Regions from separate parts of the Macaca mulatta genome. Here regions 2 and 3 are each linked to region 1. The links are chromatin contacts, called in public Hi-C maps. All regions are on one chromosome and are shown on one strand. The core of a region is the stretch at or near the end of the contact, and the rest is flanking DNA. Distances in the headings are between cores, read along the strand shown.

Region 1 (2,700 bases), core at 192-2,691:
CCTTCCGGCCTAACACGCTGACCAGTGGGGTCAGCTCACCAAGGGCAGGCAACAGCGTGATGGGAAGCAGCAGGGCTCTGAGCAGGGACATGACCCCCTCTGGTGGCTGAGAGGAGACCATCCCACAGGGCCAGGGTGACCAGAGAAGAGTGCAGATGGGCTGTGAAGGGTGGGCAGGGCCAGGTATTCCTGAGTAACAGATTTGCTGGTGGTACAGGGACGAGGACAGTGGGGGAGTCGAGGCTGACACCTGGGTGTTTATCTAAGCAACTGGGCATCAGAGCTGGGGTTGGCTGTTATGGTCAGAGGAGGGAGAGAATGTGCTGGTGTTTGGACCTTTTTAGCCTGAGATGCTTCTAAATGTTTGGGTGGAGAGGCAGGCATGGAGAGGGTGTCTCAGGGGCCTGCAGAGCCACAGGCCAGCAGGGCACACAGTGGGGACATGTGTAGCTGAGGACCGTCCTGGGGCTGCCAATATCCCCGCAGGAGGGGCTCCTGGGAGTGCTGTCCTGGGTGTGGGGAAGATGGGCAATGTCCACCCAGGCCAGCTTGGCCAGCCCTTGGGAGTGGCTAAAGCTTTCTGGGGGTGGGCGTGAGAGGCAGGGCTGCTGGTCTCAGACTGGGTGTTGCCCCCAGGCCTGGGCTCCACTAGTCCCCATCTCCAAGGCCTGGAGATAACAGGCCTTGGCCTCGGGGAATCCAGAATGTACAATGTCAGCGCAGCCCACCAGGGTAGTGGAGTCTCCCTGGGACTCATGCCTGGGACTCAAGTGCAGCCTTGACACCTTCTGAAGTGGAGGCCGGCACCACAGCATGTGCCCTGGGGCAGGAGGGGGCAGCTGTGGCCCTTGGGCAGGGCCATCCACCCAAACATTTAGAAGCATCTCAGGCCCAGGGCTCCATGCAGAACCCCCAGGGTCTCAGCCCCTTGACTCCTAGGCAGGACTCACCCCAAAGGCAAGGCCTTCTCCTGGGACTGCCCCTGGGGCCTGAGGTTGTTGTCTAGAATGTTGTCCTGAGGCTCCAGCGTGTGTCCCCTGGGAGCTGATGCAAGGTTTGCTTGAAGGAGGCAATAAGGGGTGGGGTGTGGTGTGGGGACCAGTGAGGTCCTGGAGGGGGCACAGACCAAGGCGGTGGTCTGGGAGGTCTGAGGGCATGGGCGCTGCCCACGGGTGGAAGAGGACTCCAAGCAGCAGGGATTTGGGTGGAACCAGGAGTCCTCTAGCAGGGGTGCTGCCCCTCCTGGGGCGACTGGGCCTGCAGGTGCTGGGTGTTTTGGAAATCAGCAGGTGTGGCCAGGCACGTGGCCCCTGGAGCCCGTGGCTGACGCACGTCTGAGACAGGCTGGGTGCTGCTGCATGCCTCCTGGAGCTCTGCCCAGGCCTGTAGACCTGCCCTGCAGTCCCCTGGGGGTGGGCCCAGCCTGCCCATCAGACTTTCTTTCTTTCTTTCTTTCTTTCTTTTTGATGGAGTCTCCCTGTGTTGCTCGGGCTAGAGTGCAGTGGCCGGTGCGACATGGGCTCACTGCAACCTCGCCTCTCAATCACCCCAAGCAATTCTCCTTCCTCAGCCTCCCAAGTTACTGGGATTACAGGCACGTGCCACCATACCCGGCTAATTTTTGTATTTTTTTGTAGAGTTGGGGGTGGGGGGTTCGCCATGTTGGCCAGGCTGGTCTTCAACTCCTGACCTCAAGTGATCCGCCTGCCTTCGCCTCCCAAAGTATTGGGATTACAGGAGTGAGCTACCGGGCCCGGCCCCCGTCAGACTTCGAAGGGTCTGTCTGTCCTGCCCTGCGGCCTCTCCAGCAGCCCCTGGGGACCAGGTGTCAGGCCTTGGTCCAGCACTGAGCTGGGACCTCTGGGAGTGACCATGGGGAGGAAGCGCCCATCCCTGCAGAGGGTGGAGGGAGTGAGCGGCTGAGTCAACCTGACTCCTGGGGCTCTGCTAAGGCCAGATCCATGCCCACCCGCGCCCAGGGCCTGCCCGCCTCAGCCTGGGTGTTGCCCCCAGGCCCGCACGTCCCCATTTGCGGTTCCCTCTGGGAGCCGGAAGGAGGCGGGACAGCGCGGCTGCGGGGGTGCAGGGGCTCCTGGGCCACCGGGCGCGCTGGGGCCCGGGCTGCCTGGAGGATCTGGGGCTCCTGGTACGTTTGGACAACATGACCCAGCTGCCGTCACATTCGAACGAGGCTGAAGAGGACGCGGACGGAGGAGCCCCGGAACCTGGCTGCCACTGCGCCCCGAGGTGGAGCAGGGAGCCGGGCCGGGCCCTCCGCGGCGAGGACGGCTGCTGGCGAGGGGCCTCTCGGGAGCCGCGGTCGGGGCGCCCCGCGGGGCCGCAGCCGGCGCCTCCGTTCGTCCCCGGCGACTGTGGGAGCCCGGAAGGGAAACGCACAGGGCCGGGTGTGAACGAGGACGGATGGCGGCGCCGGGTTCGCAGCACTCGAAATCCCCACGACCGGCCTCGGACGGCGACCCCGGCCGGCCGAGCTCCCACTCCAAGCCGGGTGACCCGAGACGCCCAGGCCCCGGGACCGCCCAGACTCCGCGCGGCCTGCGAGCGCCGTCTGGTGGGAGAGCGCGGAGCTAACGACCGGGGGCGGAGCTTCCAGGTGGGGCGGGGCGGAGACAGGGCGGGGCGGGCGACAAGGCGGGCCGTGGGGTGGGGGCAACTGACGGGGCGGGGCCGGGTGACCGA
Region 2 (2,700 bases), core at 183-2,682, 170 kb before region 1:
CGCTGTCTGGACAAGGGTCCCCGGGAGGAGCCCGAGGACTAGAAGGAAAAGAAAACCTGGATTTAAAATGGGATAAAGCCACAGGAGCTGCTCGTCCCACCACAGGAATCTGAGCGCCGGATTATGACAAAGCGTCACTTTGCACCCTGTCCAACTGTGCAGACCTCTCCTAGCCAGGCCCCTGCACCAGAGGTTAACAATCCGTGCCCCTGGTCAGGAAGTCCAGGTGGGTTCAAACAGCCAGAAGGGCATTTCAGGCAAAACGTGTCCCAAATCTTCAAACCATGCCCCGGAACTCAGACCTCCCCCTGGGAGTTCCTCCCAAGGAAACCATCTGGCAGAGGCTCAGGCTGCAGGGGGACACTCCCTTCCAACACCCGGAAGCTGGAGACCACACAAGTGCCCAACGCCAAAGGCACCCCGAGGAGGGTGCCCTGTGCCCCCCCCGCCCAGGTAACCCACTGCGCCCTACACATCTTCACCAGGAAACATCTGTTACAGATGTGGACGAAGCGCAGCCTGGACTCCCAGATCCGCTCATTTTCGTTCTGCCCTCCGTTTTCTGATTTGCCTACACTGAAAATGCGTGAGTGGCGTGGAAAACCTTCCTACTCCTGCCTCAGCGACCCTTCCTAAAACACGGGCTCGTGTGGCCTGAAAATGTGACGTGCAGGCTTCCTGAGCAAAGTAGGTTACGCTCCATTAAAAAACAAACAAAGAACTAAAAAGCCACCGAACGGGAGCTCGGCTGTCGGGAGATTTTTGCGCTTTTTTTTTGTGGCCACGCACACCGCGTTCCCGGGTTTCAGGGCGTGGGGGTCGCCGTGGACTCCCGAACGTGAAAACAAAGCCAGCTCGCAAAACGCCACCAGCGTTTTCCGCGCACAGCGCCCGCCGTAGGAAAGGACCCCCCAGGAGCCAATCCGGGCAGGGGAACCCCGGGCGCCCGCGCACTCAGCATCAGTACCGGCACCCGTCACCCAGCACCCATCACCCAGCACCGACCTCGCAGCACCCAGCACCCAGCACTCAGCACCGAGCACCGAGCACAGCACCCAGCACGCAGAACCCACCAACAGCCTGATGCAGTCTCCGCCGCAGGCATAGCGCTGGGCCCCGCCGCCTTCACAACAAAGGGACGCCGGCGGGCGGGGCCTGAGAGGCGCGCGCTGGAGGGGCCGGATGCGAGGCCGCGGAGGGGGCTCGGAGCTCGGCTATGGGGAGTGTCACAGGGCGGGCGGACCCAGGTGGGCTTCACGGGGCGCCCGCGGGGCCGAAAATGACGCGCAGAACCCGGCATCGGGCTCCTCGCTGCCCCGCGGGCGCCGCCCCTCAGTGCCCGGAGCCGGGGAGCGGGGAACCGCGCCGCGGCCCACAACGCCCCCGCCGCTACCCGTTGGTTCCGCCCGGGCCGTTCTACTCCAGGCAGACTGGGGGTAAAACACGGCGCGCTCAGCGCCCCTCCCCGTTGGTTCCGCTCGGGCCGTTCCACTGCAGGCAGATGGGGGGGATGGAAACAGGAGTTTTTAGTGCCCTTCCGCGGCCGCCCGTTGGTCCCGCCGGGGCCGTTCCACTGCAGGCACACGGTGGGGACACGGCGCGCTTACTCCCCGCGGCCGTCTGTTGGTTCCACTGTAGGCGCACGGGGAGGGTTGGGGGGAGACACACGGCGCGCTGAGTGCTCCCTGCGGCCGCGCGGTTGGTTCTGCCCGGGCCGTTCCACTGCAAGCAGAGGGAGGAGGAAGACGGTGAGCTCAGTACACCCCCGCGGCCCGTTGGTTCCTCCCGGGCTGTTCCACTGCAGGCACATGGGAGGGGGAAACAGCGGCCCCCACCCCCGCGGCAGCCCGTTGGTTCCGCCCGGGCTGTTCCACCGCCGGCACTTCAGGGCGGGATCGGCCAGTCTGTGGAGGCCGCTCTCTAAGCCCCAGAGGCCCCAGGTTTGGGTTCAAGGAATAAGAAACCCACTGAATACGCTTAACTTAGAAGACACAAAAGCGCCTCTTGGCGGAAGGAGCTCCGCACAGCCTGACGGAAAGCTGCTGGGGGGCGGGGCCGCCGCGCGGGGTGAGGACTCGCCTCAGGGCGCTGATTGGCTTGTGGCGCGCTCGGGGGCGGGGCCTCCGCATCAGGCTGGCGCCCGCGCTGCTGGGGGCGTCCGGAGCAGACACACCTGCCCGCGGCCCCGAGGACTCTGGCTCTGGAACTTCGTGGAGCGATTTCCTAGCGTTACTTTCTCAAATAATGTTCGGGAATGAAGTTGCAGCTAAAGGGCTCTTTACAGATTACTTTTGGGCCGGGCACGGTGGCTCAGGCCTGTAATCCCAACCCTTTGGGAGGCCGAGGCGGGCGCATCACAAGGTGAAACCTCGTCTCTACTAAAAATACAAAAATTCGCCGGGCGCGGTGGGGGCGCCTGTAGTCCCGGCCCTGGAGGCTGAGGAAGGAGGATCGCCTGAACCCGGAGGTGGAGGCTGCAGTGAGCCGAGATCGCGCCCCTGCACTCCAGCCTGGGCGACAGAGCGAGACTCCCTCTCAAAAGAAAAAAGAAAAGTTTACTTTTGGCCGGGGGAGGTGGCTCACGCCGGTAATCCCGGCATTTTGAGAGGCTGAGGCAGGCGGATCGCCTGAGGTCAGGAGTTCGAGACCAGCCTGGCCAACATGGTAAAACTGCCCCCATCTGTACTAAAAATACAGACA
Region 3 (2,700 bases), core at 126-2,625, 220 kb before region 1:
CTCAAGACAGTAACCCTAGCACTTTGGGAGGCCAAGGCGGATGGATCACTTGAGCTCAGGAGTTCAAGACCAGCCTGCGCAACATGGCAAAACCTCGTCTCTACAGAAAACACAAAAATTAGTTGAGTGTGGTGGCGCGTGCCTGTATTCTGTTACTTAGGGAGCAGAAGCAGGAGGATCACTCGAATCAGAGAGGTCAAGGCTGCGGTGAGCCAAGACTGCGCCACTGCACTCCAGCCTGGATGACAAAGTAAGACTTGGTTAAAAAAAAAAAAAAAGTTGTAGGCTGAGGCAGGTGGATCACAAAGTCAGGAGTTCAAGACCAGCCTGGCCAACACGGCGAAACCCCTGTCTCTACTAAAAATACAAAACTTAGCTGGGCGTGGTGGCAGGTGCCTGTAATCCCAGCTACTCAGGAGGCTGAGGCAGAAGAATCGCTTGAATCCGAAAGGCGGAGGTTCCAGTGAGCCAAGGCCCCGTCACTGCACAAGACCCTATCTAAAAAAAAAAAAAAAAAAAAAAAAAAAAAAAAAAAAAAAAAAAAAAAAGGAAGAAAAAAGAAGGATAAGTTGTAAGCCAGGGGCAAGGTGGCAAGCGCCCGAGGGCCTGTAGTTCTAGGTACTCTGCAAGCTTGAGATAGGAGGACCGATTGAGCCCAGGAGTTCCAGGCTGAAGTGCGCTTGTGAACAGTCACTGCACTGTAGCATGGGCGACAAAAAAGCGTTCTGAAAAATGACCGCTTGAAATCAAATCTCGTTTCTGTCATTCTTGCATGGTCTTAGGTAACGTAATTCACCTCAGTTTAGTCTTCTGTACAACCAGAATAACACGACCTACGTGACAGTATCGATCGCGGATTAAAGATCGTCCGTTTAAAGGCTCTTAACTCATGACCTGCCACTCATCAAACACTGCTTTTACTGTCAGAATCTGCTAGAAGGACCACATGGACTACGTGAAGCCACTAGCACACTGGACAGCTGCACCTTGAGACCGGGGAGACGCTCCGAGATGTGCTCGCGAACAAGGCCACCTGACCCGGGCAGTGGGCTATCTCCTTGGGTGCAGTCACGCACACTTGAGGTTCAGCCTGGCAGACGTTGGCTCCAGAGAGCGTTTGGGCCCGCCGCCTCCACCACCCGAAGTTCGGTGCGGGATGAGACTGTCCGCGGAAGCCAGGGTATCGCTCGCCCCCGGGCCCAGGTCCGCCCCGCTCCGAGGCCTGCTCGGAAGAAAGACCTCGGTGCGCAGTTCTCGCCGCGCTCCCACACCTGGTCTGCCCAATCGGAACTCACCCCTACGCCGCCGCCGCTGCCGCCGGTCCCGGAGCCAGAGAAGAAACAGCTACCGGCGCGCGCCAGGAGTATCGTCACTTCCTGTATTGGCGCGTAATCATGACACAATAGCCGGCCTCCGGCCCAGAATTCGAGACAACGACAGGGGTTCCCTCTGTGTGGCACTTCCTGTGCCTGCGCGGGATGATGACGCATAAGACAGCGCTTGCTCAGATCCAGGACTCCGGAAGAAACAGCGCCGTGGGCTGCACTTCCGACTTCGGCGCGGGCTGATGACGCAAGCATCGGGGCGCCGAGCGGAGCGACTCCTACTTTGGGAGCAGTTTGCGCCTGCGCGGAAAGCGTGGCCGGCTTCCGGAATCCGACCGGGACTTTCCCGGTAGCGAAGCCCGCGCCTTGCGATCGGAGTGCCTTCGCGTTGGACGCCCGTATTCCATTCCCTTGACCGCTGGGACCCCTAGTGGCGGGTGGGTGGAGCGCGCTCCATTTACCTGCGAGTTACCTCCTGAGGCGCCTCAGGTCTGTGCGTCCTGTAAAGGCCTATCTCGGAGTTTAACTCTGAACCTTACCCAAAAACAGGGCAGGGAGAGCTCTTACGATGTGATTTTATTTATTTATGTATTTACTTGTGAGTCGAAGTCTCGCTGTGCCACGCAGGCTGGGGTGCAGTGGCGTAGACTCGGCTCACTGCAGCCTCCTCCCGGCTTCAAGGGATTCTCCCGAGTAGCTGGATCCACAGGCGCCCGCCACCACGCCCGGCTAATTTTTCTATTTTTGGTAGAGTCGGGATTTCGCCACATTGGCCAAGCTGGTCTCGAACTCCTGACCTCAAGTGATCTGCTTGCCTCGGCCTCCTAAAGTGCTGGGATTACAGGCGTGAGCCACCGCACCCCGGCTTTTATAGTGTGATTTTAAAGCTGACACTGGCAGTGGGTCCTCAAAGTGCTTGTGCAAACTCACTGGGTATGGTGCTTCCCCAACTCCCAAGGCCCCACCCCAAACCCATGGATTCCGAACATTCCAGAAGAGGATAAAACGAGTAATTAATTCCCTTTCCGTATGTTAGGTTATCCTCTTGACTTGAAAAGTCACAGAAAACTGCTTTAGACATCTGAATCTCAGGAAAGAGACATAAACATCCGCATTTACTGGGCCTGAAATGGGAAACTGTAAAATGTGACAAGAAATTGACAAGGGCACAAAAAGGGCGATGGGTATTGGAATTTTTTTCATTCCAGAATAAAATGCTGCTTGCTTTGGGTACCCAAGCTCTTTTTTTTTTTTTTTTTTTGAGACGGAGTCTCGCTCTGTCGCCCAGGCTGGAGAGCGGGTGCACGATCTCGGCTCACTGCAAGCTCCGCCTCCTGGGTTCACGCCATTCTCCCGCCTTAGACTCCTGAGTAGC

Evidence for each region. Hi-C and Micro-C count contacts between places; a contact is called where the count stands out from the background.
Region 2: a contact with region 1 is called in a Hi-C map of liver, with 7 times the contacts expected there. The contact joins the promoter of SLC35E2 here to the promoter of CALML6 in region 1. A contact is called at or near these places in 2 of 14 Hi-C or Micro-C datasets (fetal cortex germinal zone and liver).
Region 3: a Hi-C map of liver shows a contact between it and region 1, with 5 times the contacts expected there. The contact joins the promoter of CDK11B here to the promoter of CALML6 in region 1. A contact is called at or near these places in 4 of 14 Hi-C or Micro-C datasets (blood, fetal cortex germinal zone, fetal cortical plate and 1 more).

The regions. Positions count from the first base shown.
Region 1 is chr1:238,789,895-238,792,594 of T2T-MMU8v2.0, reverse strand. It overlaps CALML6 (calmodulin like 6), which reads left to right and starts at 1,441. Exons shown (of 5, transcript XM_077980019.1): 1 at 1,441-2,614. The coding sequence starts at 2,162.
Region 2 is chr1:238,963,980-238,966,679 of T2T-MMU8v2.0, reverse strand. It overlaps SLC35E2 (solute carrier family 35 member E2), which reads right to left and starts at 1,432. Exons shown (of 10, transcript XR_013409709.1): 1 at 1,074-1,432. All of the region lies in intron 1 of LOC144337174 (a long non-coding RNA gene), which reads left to right.
Region 3 is chr1:239,009,067-239,011,766 of T2T-MMU8v2.0, reverse strand. It overlaps CDK11B (cyclin dependent kinase 11B), which reads right to left and starts at 1,375. Exons shown (of 18, transcript XM_077979592.1): 1 at 1,296-1,375. It overlaps LOC144337158 (a long non-coding RNA gene), which reads left to right and starts at 1,683. Exons shown (of 2, transcript XR_013409834.1): 1 at 1,683-1,814.